2 separate regions of the Manis javanica genome follow, and region 1 is linked to region 2. A link is a contact called in public Hi-C data. All regions are on one chromosome and are shown on one strand. The core of a region is the stretch at or near the end of the contact, and the rest is flanking DNA. Distances in the headings are between cores, read along the strand shown. Region 1 holds the start of LOC108383318 (protein diaphanous homolog 1-like). Region 2 holds the start of LOC118971948 (protocadherin gamma-B1-like).

Region 1 (5,047 bases), core at 934-3,433, 180 kb after region 2:
GAGGACAGGGGAATTGCCCAACATCCTGGAAACTAAGTTCTTAAGAACTGCAGGTGGGAGTGAGTAAGTGGGGTCGGAAAACAGACTGGGAAAATACCGCTGAGAACACAGATTGGCTCTACAGCCGGTTCCATCTGCAGGGCTTATTCAGGCTGAGCTATTGAGGCAACTCTCACTCACTGACTCAGGACCACACACTACTTGCTCTGCCCAAGATACAGCCTGTGGCATTTGTCCCTATTCTAAGGAAACACCCTCCATAATCTAATGCTGCACCTCCCTTGAGTAACCAAGTACCTTACGACTAACAGAGAACACATGAGAAAAGGTGGAAGAAGTGGGAAACAACGCTGAATCGTCTGTGGATCCGGGTCACCAGTGGTTTCCCCTGCATGAATGAGGCAGCACAAACGTGCAAGCTTATGCCCCATCCCTTAAGTGAGGTAATGGCAGCATATGCCAAAGAGGCACAGGATCACTACTGGAAGTCAGAACACAAGCGGACTCTGGCACCACTATAGTTCTTTCTGAAGAAACAGTCTTTGTTCAAGAGTAGATCTTCCGAGCTTATCTGAGAGATCAGAACACTTAGCAAGATCCCTAAGAAATAACACAAGCTTTCAGTGGAGGTGACATACCCATGGAATTGCCTAGTTCTTCCAGCATACAATAAGCCATGCCTGGTACGCTCTACCTGAGCTCTCTGATTCTGGGAGGAGGACAAAGCAACAGGGGCCTATCATGTGCTAATGTAAGAAGCTACCCGTGTAGAGGATTTCTACTTTATATTCCTCACAGCTGTAATTCACGAGGGATATTCGGCACCTCAAAGCCATTTGTAGGCGTACACCATAAAAAGGAAACCAAATGAACAACATGTTAACAGAACAGTTGTTACTTCTGCCCCAAGGTAACCAGATTCCTGTCACTAACCTCCTGGCCAAAACTAATACCCATCTGCTAAATCCCACAGAACTAGACCGTCATGGATGCAAGCAGTCCACTCAGACCGTAAGAGGGATGGTGGAAATGGATACACCTGAAGGACAAGAAGCAACTCAGACAGAACTCCAATGCTATAGGAGCCAAGTGCTGAGAGGACAAAGGGGGCAAACAGAAATCTGAAAGGGTGGCAGAAAAGCAGTATTACAAATCTGGGCAGCTCACAAAGCACTTGATCTTCAGACAAGACAGTCATTGAGCTTCTCACAGACACTTTCCCAGCACACCCAGGAAGGTGACTCAACAGGGCTGTGCCAGCAAAGAGGCCAGCTACAGAAACGCGTGTGGGTAGGGACTGCAAGGACAGGCACTGCCCCAACCAAGTCAGCAAACGGGCAGGACAAGTTTGTGCAAGGGGTCAGGGATGCTGCAGGGCAGGAGAAAAGGCACCAATGTAAGGCACTAGGAATAAAGCTTTTCCTTTTCACTAAGAAAAGGTAGCAGGATCTAAGTAAGGTCCACACATTGCAAGTGGTTGATGTATTTTTAAATTGTCTTTTAATCTATATGATGCCCTCCCTCCCATTCCCCCCCCCCCTCCAGACTTATTTTTTGAAGAAATGAGGACATTGGTCACTGGGGAAAAGCAAAGGGCACTGGTGCAGGGCCATGGCAGTTCTTAGAAGCAGGCACCTCAGGGTTCTCTGAACATGCCTGCCTTTCAGTGTATGTGGATTCTGAGCCTCACAGATTTGAGGTCAAATTCTGGCTTGGTATTTCCTTGCTATGAGATCTTAATTAACAAAGAATATATCAATTCTGTACTTCTTATTTCATGGTTATAAAATAAACATAATACCTATTACACAGCATTGTTTCCATAACTAGAAATAATAGGCCCCTATCACAGTATCTGACCTTAAATAGGTATTCTTGAATAAGAGACTGAGAAGGCAAAATACCTTTATCTTTTTTCTAGGTGCCTGGAACAGTTCCATTCTCTCTTCTGTCTCACTCCCGCTCACCTAAATACTGAGTAAACTGCAGATGTCTAGGCCATTCTCTGTAACAAAGCATCCTAAAAATACCATCCATTTTATTTAGGGTACTGGGAGGGGAAGTAGCAGGGTAAGAGCAGAACAAAGAGAACAGACGGAATAAACACACCCAGCCCCCAGACTGCGTCTGCAGAGGCAGCTGCTGGTTTTCGTCATCCTGCTGTTTTTTTCCCTTCTTTGTTCCTAAGGTGGAAGCCAGGAAAGGGTGTGGAAAGAGTGGGGAGAAGGGGTGGGGATTAGGGCAGCACTGTCATCACTGTTACGGAAAGTCACCTGATACTCTCCTCCAATCCCTAGTCTCTGACCTCACAATCTGCAACCGGAGCCAAAATAGCTCAACTGCGCACACCCCGTGGCTGAAAAGGGAAATGCAGGCAGAAGAGGAATGCAAACAGAACAGAAGGGGACACTCGTGGAAGGATTTTAGCAGTTTTTCTTGCCAAGTGGAAATTTAAACACACACACACACACACACACACACAGAACACTGTCTTATTTTCTAATCTGACAGATATAAAAGAATGAATCATGGACACTTAAGAGTTGGGATTGCCATACGATCTGGAAGTTACAATGATCCTATTCCATCTTGCATACATGGGGTTCCCTTACCCAAGGATGCCGAGATAAGAATAAATTGCTTTTAAAATTGGAATCTGATTTTTCAGAGAGAAGCAGGTGAGGATTATTATGGGGAATGAAATAAAGGAAGCTGTGACCTTCTCTGTGAAACTGGATATTAGCATTCTGCTTTGCAGACATTAATTTATTAGGTCTAAGTACTTCTAGAAACCTCTTTTTCAAGCATCCTGGACACCTGCAAACTTCCTTCTTAAACCTTTTGTCTTTCCCATTATAAAAGTAAGATGACCATATTACAGAAAAATTGAAGGGGAAAAAAATCTAGCTCCCCAACAAAATCTGCTATAGTATTCTGGTATATACCCTCCCAATCTTTTACATCCGCATTTTTCTGTAAAACACAACTGAAATACTGTTGCACATAATACTTCCCTGCTTCTCCCACCTAAAATTATATCATGAGCGTTTTTGCATGTTCCTCCAAAGGAAAATGGGCCAGAATCATAAAATGGGAAAGTTACAAGGTACTAAGTTCTAAAGCAGTTATGTCCAGAACAAAAACTGAGAAGGGAAACCATGAGGTAGGCTGCCCCTTTCCTTTGGAGACCATACCCCTCTCTTTAAGGAGTAGCTTCCCTATGCTAGGGATTTTGCAGAGCTCTGCTCCTGCTCAAGAATATGATGCTCCAGTGAAATAGCTAGAGGCCTGGAAGGCCCCTTAGCAGAACTCTTAAAAGTCTTTTTTCCCCACATCACATGGCTGGGGGGGGGGGCACTAGTATGAATTGCTACAAATTTAGAGTTGGTGTGGGTAATTAGCTGTTCACCCATCATGTAAGAGAGCTGGCAGGTAAAAGTAGGAGACCAAAAGGACACACATGCACGCCAAGAAGCAGTCAGAGCAAATGGGTTTTTGCAGCTACTGTTTCAAACAGGACAGATAACTTCACTACTGTATTTGTTTTATCCTAGCATTCATTATAAAAGGAATGCATGCTTATAGGAAATTCAGAAGTTTTTTAAAAATGAGGACAATCTCTATGTACTGATATGAAAAATCTCCAGGATATAGAAGGTAAAAGAACATTATAAATAGAATGTTACCTTTTGGTGAAGGGAGGGAGGGGAAAAATCTGTATTAGTGTTTGCTTATAATTGTGTTTTTTAAAACTAATGAAAAGATAACTAAGAAACTAATAAAAATGGTTACCTCTAGATGGTGGAGGAGGGGAAGGATGGGATGAATGAATACTAGAGTGGGAATGAGGCTTTCTTCTATCATCTCAAATTCTCAACTACCTGTATTGGCTATGCAGAAAAATAGGAAATACAGAAGCATAAGAAAAGCCCCAGAGGAACAATTCTTTGGTGGAGATACCCTTAGCACTCCTTGGCAACTAGTTTTTCTACAACCACGTATTTAGAGGGAGATTCGTCCCATGTTAGCAGAAAGTTCCAATCCAGCAATTCCCAAAGATTGTTAGGAATCCTTCGAACAGCACTCTCCCCTTGAGGCAGCAGTTTGGCGCCAGGACAGCCAGAGAGCACCGTGCATCACTCTTCCGCTTACGCCAAGGCCCCGCTCTGCTCTAGGCACTTCCTGGAGATTCCATTCCCTCCTAAACACCTCTCTGCTCCCCACCCGCTGCAGGTCTCCGTGGTAAGAGGCTAACCAAGCGTGAACAAGACTTACGTCCATACAGCTGTACCACTGGACTTACTCCAGGTTCTCACCACGCCATCTCTGTTGTGCAAACCCGAGAGACCTCTGCCCCTCTGCCCTCCATCCATCCTCTCCAGCCTGGTCAGTCTCTAAGTGGTTCCTAGCTACTTCCCTGGCTCCAGAGAACTCCTTCAAAACATCTTTCTAAGATGCCTAAGAGACCTGCCTAGGAAAATAGCAAAAAAGAATTTTGTAAAAACCAGTACCCATGAAGCAGAGCCTCTACAATGTTACCAGTCAACAGAAAATGTCAAACTATTTCCTAATTGATCTTATATGACATTCATAAAAACAAAAATAATACTTATATAAAACCTACTCTGATAGACACATCAAAATGTTATCATGAGGAAAAATGGAGAGCAGCTTGTAAATCAGGGCAGAGTAGGAAGTGAGATGTAAAAAGAAATAAAAACTGAAGCAATGGATCAAGGCAAATTAGTACATCTGTAGCAAAATTACATGAGGGGCTTATCAAAAATGTCCCTTCTACAGTCCTTGTAACCTGGACACTCTGGAGGTAGAGCCTAGGAATTTACACATTTAACAAGCTCCCCGTGTGATCCTTACGCACGCTAAAGTTTGGGAATTACTGGTAGAAACAGAGATGTAAGTGGAGGGACTGCCTGCACCAAGATGACAGAAGTTCAGGCAGCACTGATCCCTCTGCTCGATAGTTGAGTTTAGTCTCAGACAAAGCCATTTGAAAGGACATTTTGTCAAAAATAAAATCTGGAATCTA
Region 2 (5,188 bases), core at 637-3,136:
TGTGGTTATTATAAAGCTTTAATACACATTCATTTGATAACAAAGAAATGTGTTAGTTACTAGCCTTTTTGTTTAAATATTTCTCCTTCTGGACCTACACTGGGGCTGATCCTCCCGGACTGCTTATGTGTAAGAGGACCTAGGCAACTAGTTCTAGTCAATACATTGTAAATGGAAGCAATGTGTGTCTCTTTCTAGAGAAAGCTGTAGTTTCCACTGTGAGAATTTCCAGATCTCTAAGTTAATCTTTGACGTTGTGACTGCTCCTTTTACTGGGGTCCCTGAATAACTACAGCGAAGGAAGAGCCCTCTGGTTGACCCAACATTGATCTGTATACCTGTGATAAATAGACCTTTTGCATTTTAAAACCCTGTTATTTGAAGTTTGTTTGTTACTTCAGCCTACTTAACCTATCCTGACTGATACAAATAAATAAAAATCATAAATACTAGGTATTTTGGGTTTCCATAAAATGATGCTAACCCCTTCCAAGCCGGATCACATTCTTTTCATCTCAATGACATAAAAAGTGTAGGATGAAAAATTGTTGGAGTTGGTCAAATGGTTTTACCTGGCCTATAGTCTGTATTAGGTACACCTAAAGTGCATGTATGGGTGTGCGTGTGTGTGTATTGATTTCAGCCTCTTGTCTGAAGGTTGGAAGCTCAATTGCCTAAACTGTTTTATGAATTTTGGAGTGGCATTTCTTGTTCCTCGAGAAGGATTTAAAAAATGTACAGAGGTATGTCTCAGCCTCTGTGGGAGATTTCCAGACCATCCACTTCAACAATGGAACAGAAGTTCTCCAACTTTCTTGAGCCAGAAATTGTTTGCTCATTTGAAATTTATGAAATTGTTTTCACCCATGAAATCTCTTAAGATAGCATCCAAAATTAAACCCAAATGCATTTCATTAGATCTCAAGCAAAGGAACAGACCTCTCCCTTCACATATTAGAAAGAGGTATATTCAATAGTGCCTGAACAAAATAACTGAAAGCAGAGAGGGGTGTTTTTCACTCAAACGTGCAAGTACGTCACAGGAAAAGGGGCACATAACATTTGAAATATCTCTTTTTAGGGAAAATATCTTTATAATACTAATATCATTTTCCTTGTAAGGAGAGAAAAAAAATTAAATGGCTAGTGCCAGAGGAACTTTAAGTGGTCAAAGAGAAATTTCTAAGAACCCCATATAAAACAGCCTGTGTGTGTTGTGAAAATGCACAGAGAATACAAAAGCAGGACAATTTCCATCTGCTTGTATAGGTAATGAAAGGTTTCAGACATTAAATTTTCACTAAAAAGGATATTTTTAAAGGATGGAAAAGGATTCACTACAATATAAAGGGGGGAGGGTTTATAGTAAAAAAAAAAAAACACCAAGTATAAAGACATGAAGTAGGGTAAGCAAGGGAAAGGATATCCTAGGAAAACAGTTTTGTCTGGAGTGTAAGATGAGTATGGATTAGCCCTGCATGGATTAGCCCTGCAAAATAGTGGGATATTGGGTAGTGCATCTAATTTGGTAGTGCATTTGAAATAAAGGTATTTGTTTTAGTTACTCAAGACCGGTGCAGGGATTACAGGGTATAAGTTCCAAATGGAGTGTCTAAGGACTTTGCTGTACTTAATGGGAAGATTATTTATGTTTTTAAAAGATGAGCAATACATTAAAATAATCTAAGTCCTTGACTCATTCTTTTTATTTTTTGCAAAGACTCTATCTTTGCATAGTATTAGTGAATTGATAAAGTATATATGGAGAGTTAAAATACTAAATAAGGGAAGTTATGGATTTATAAAAATGCGAGGATCATAGTCCACTAAAATGTGAATAAAAAGCCGGTAACTTATTTGGTTACATCAAAACTAGTTATGCCAATGTTTACAAATACAGAGAGATCATTGAAGATGTTCTTGACCCCTGAACTGAAAAAATGGCTTATATGCCTTATGAAATTTTTAATGAAAAAAGACTGTAAAATAAAATAAAATGGAAGTGCTCATGAAATGATGGAAAACCAGAAATTCAAAGGGAATCTGAATATTTGGTCATTTCCAACAAATAAAAAGATCGGTACACAGATTCAAGAACTTTTAAACTTTGAAGATAGCTAGGCAATATGCACTTTTCCCAGACAACCTCCGGGCGCCGCTATTGACCAAAGGGAAGAAGGGTTCTCAGCTCCACGGAATGTCAGGCAGAGCATTTTCCTGCTTTGTCCTGTGCAAGTCAGAACACTGATGGCATCTCCTCTAGCACCCAACGAACAAGTCCTCCCTCAAAACACAAAAGTCCAGGTTGCCATCGCTGATTTTTTAAACATCCCAGAGACATCTTGAAAAGAAGCTTTCCAGAGAGTTAAAGAAATGCAAAGGTGCTCCAGAAAAACTGAAATGATGAAGAATCGGATACTGTTTTTTTTCTTGCTGCCTTTGTTTTGTGGGACCATCTCCCAGCAGATCCAGTACGCAGTTCCGGAAGAGATAGCCAAGGGCTCATGGGTGGAGAATCTTGCCAAGGATCTGAGGCTCAGTGTCCAGGAGTTGCCAGCTCAAAAACTGCGAGTTAGTGCAGAGGATTTTTGCAATGTGAGTGTACAGAGTGGAGATTTATTAATGAGTGGTAGGATAGATGGAGAGAAAATTTGCGGGAGTAAATCCGAGTGTGCACTAGAGTTTGAACTGGTGGCTGACAACCCAATGAATGTTGATTGTTGCAATTCAAGATATAAATGACAATGCACCATATTTCACTGCTAAAAGCATTGACTTGGAAATCTATGAGTCAGCCTTACTAGGGGTAAAATTCCCTCTGGATTCTGCACAAGACCCGGATGTAGAAAGTAACTCACTGAAGTAACACTATCAATTCCAATGAACACTTCTCTCTGTCAACGAAGGAGAGTCCCGATGGAAGTAAATACCCAGAATTAATGCTGGTAAAACCTCTGGACAGGGAACGACAGAGCTTCCTCCACTTAATCCTAACTGCCAAGGATGGTGGGGACCCTCCACTAAGCGGCACCACCCAGATCCGTATCCAGGTCACTGATGCCAGTGATAATGCTCCATTCTTCAGCCAGACACATACAGAGTTAGCCTGCAAGAAAATGTGCCCTGGGGAACCTCTGTGTTACGGGTGATGGCCACTGACCGGGACGAGGGCATTAATGCAGAGATCATGCCTTCCTCAATGCCCCCAACAAGTACCAGCCTCCTCTTCAATCTCAATGCAATTACCAGCGACATCAAAACCAATGGCACACTGGACTTTGAAGAGACAAGTAGATATATGTTGGGTGTAGAAGCCAAAGATGGAGGGATGCACACGGCTCACTGTACTGTTTAGATTGAGATTGTTGATGAGAACGACAATGCCCCAGAGTTGAAATTCATTTCCTTTTCTAACCATATTCCAGAAGACTTAGACCTTGGAACTGTAATAGCTCTCATTAAAGTGCGGTACCAGGATTCTGGGCAAAATGGTCTGGTGACATGCTATATTCAGGAAGACGTTCCCTTCAAATTAGAATCCAACTCTAAGAATTATTACAAGCTGGTGATTGACAATGACCTAGACCATGAACAGATGGCAGAGTACAATGTCACCATCACAGCTACCGACAAGGGCAAGCCATCCCTCTCCTCCAGGGCAAGCGTCATCCTACACATTGGCAACGTCAACGACAACGCGCCGGTTTTCCAGCAGGCCTCCTACGTGGTCCACGTGGCAGAGAACAACCCGCCCGGCGCCTCCATCGCGCAAGTCAGCGCCTCCGACCCCGACCTGGGGCCCAACGGCCACGTCTCCTACTCCATCGTGGCCAGCGACCTGGAGCCGCGGGCGCTGTGGTCCTACGTGTCGGTGAGCGCGCAGAGCGGCGCGGTGTTCGCGCAGCGCGCCTTCGACCACGAGCAGCTGCGCGCCTTCGAGCTGGCGCTGCAGGCCCGCGACCAGGGCTCGCCCGCGCTCGGCGCCAACGTGAGCCTGCGCGTGCTGGTGGGCGACCGCAACGACAACGCGCCGAGGGTGCTGTACCCGGCGCTGGGGCCCGACGGCTCGGCGCTCTTCGACACGGTGCCGCGCGCCGCGCAGCCCGGCTACCTGGTCACCAAGGTGGTGGCGGTGGACGCCGACTCGGGACACAACGCCTGGCTGTCCTACCACGTGCTGCAGGCCAGCGAGCCCGGCCTCTTCAGCCTGGGGCTGCGCACGGGCGAGGTGCGCACGGCGCGCGCCTTGGGCGACAGGGACGCGGCCAGACAGCGCCTGCTGGTCGCTGTGCGCGATGGGGGACAGCCTCCCCTCTCGGCCACCGCCACGCTGCACCTGGTCTTCGCGGACAGCCTCCAAGACGTGCTGCCGGATCTTAGCGACCGTCCCGCGCCCGCTGACCCCCAGGCTGAGCTGCAGTTTTACCTGGTGTTGGCCTTGGCCTTGATCTCGGTGCTCTTCCTCCTCGCGGAGATTCTGGCCATTGGCCTGCGCCTGCATCGCTCTTCAAGTCCCAGTGTCGGGGGATGCTTCAGCCGGGTCTCAGTTCCAACTATAACGAGGGGACTTTGCCTTATTCCTACAATCTGTGCGTTGCCTTACATTCAGCAAAGATCAAATTTAATTTTCCTAACCTGACACCAGAAATCTCTCCCCCTCACCATCTTCTATGTAATGATCCTTCTATGGATGTGTGTGCCAGTAATGAAGACCCCAAAATCGCATATTACCCCTCTTATTCCTCTTACTTGAATTTTTGCAAACCTACTGAAATTTCAAATGTTATGTTTTATTCTTAGTCATGCATAATTATTTTTGGTTGTTCATTATGTAGTGATGGTAGTGACAGAGGAGGTGCATTGGATGGGTAGACATTGATTCTTTGATTACTTAGTAGTCTTGGTAGTTATGTAATCACTACTTCTTAATCTTTACTGCTAGCATTTCTGTATAGTCAGCAAATCTTGCCAGAGCTTTTTCTTGGCTATCACAACCTTTATTAATAGCACTGCCCTTTCTTAGTTGATGTGTGGTACTACTTTTTTCAAGCTTTACTCTTTATAAATGTATTGATAGCTGTTTCTATGTTAATGTTCATCTTTGTCAAATATAGTGTATTTATCTTTTTGCTGCAGTGTATATTTCTAATATAGTCTTCCAATAGTTAAGTCTGTTAACATTTCTCTG

The links. Hi-C and Micro-C count contacts between places; a contact is called where the count stands out from the background.
Region 1: a contact with region 2 is called in a Hi-C map of blood, with 6 times the contacts expected there. The contact joins the promoter of LOC108383318 here to the promoter of LOC118971948 in region 2. A contact is called at or near these places in 2 of 2 Hi-C or Micro-C datasets (blood and fibroblasts).

Annotation. Positions count from the first base shown.
Region 1 is chr14:88,061,044-88,066,090 of MJ_LKY, forward strand. It overlaps LOC108383318 (protein diaphanous homolog 1-like), which reads right to left and starts at 2,184. Exons shown (of 7, transcript XM_073221857.1): 1 at 1,905-2,184.
Region 2 is chr14:87,884,885-87,890,072 of MJ_LKY, forward strand. LOC118971948 (protocadherin gamma-B1-like) reads left to right here and starts at 1,887. Exons shown (of 3, transcript XM_037015925.2): 1 at 1,887-3,084; 2 at 3,087-4,532; 3 at 4,535-4,815. The coding sequence starts at 2,940. The coding sequence ends at 4,800. The region is part of intron 1 of LOC108392751 (protocadherin gamma-C4); the gene reads left to right.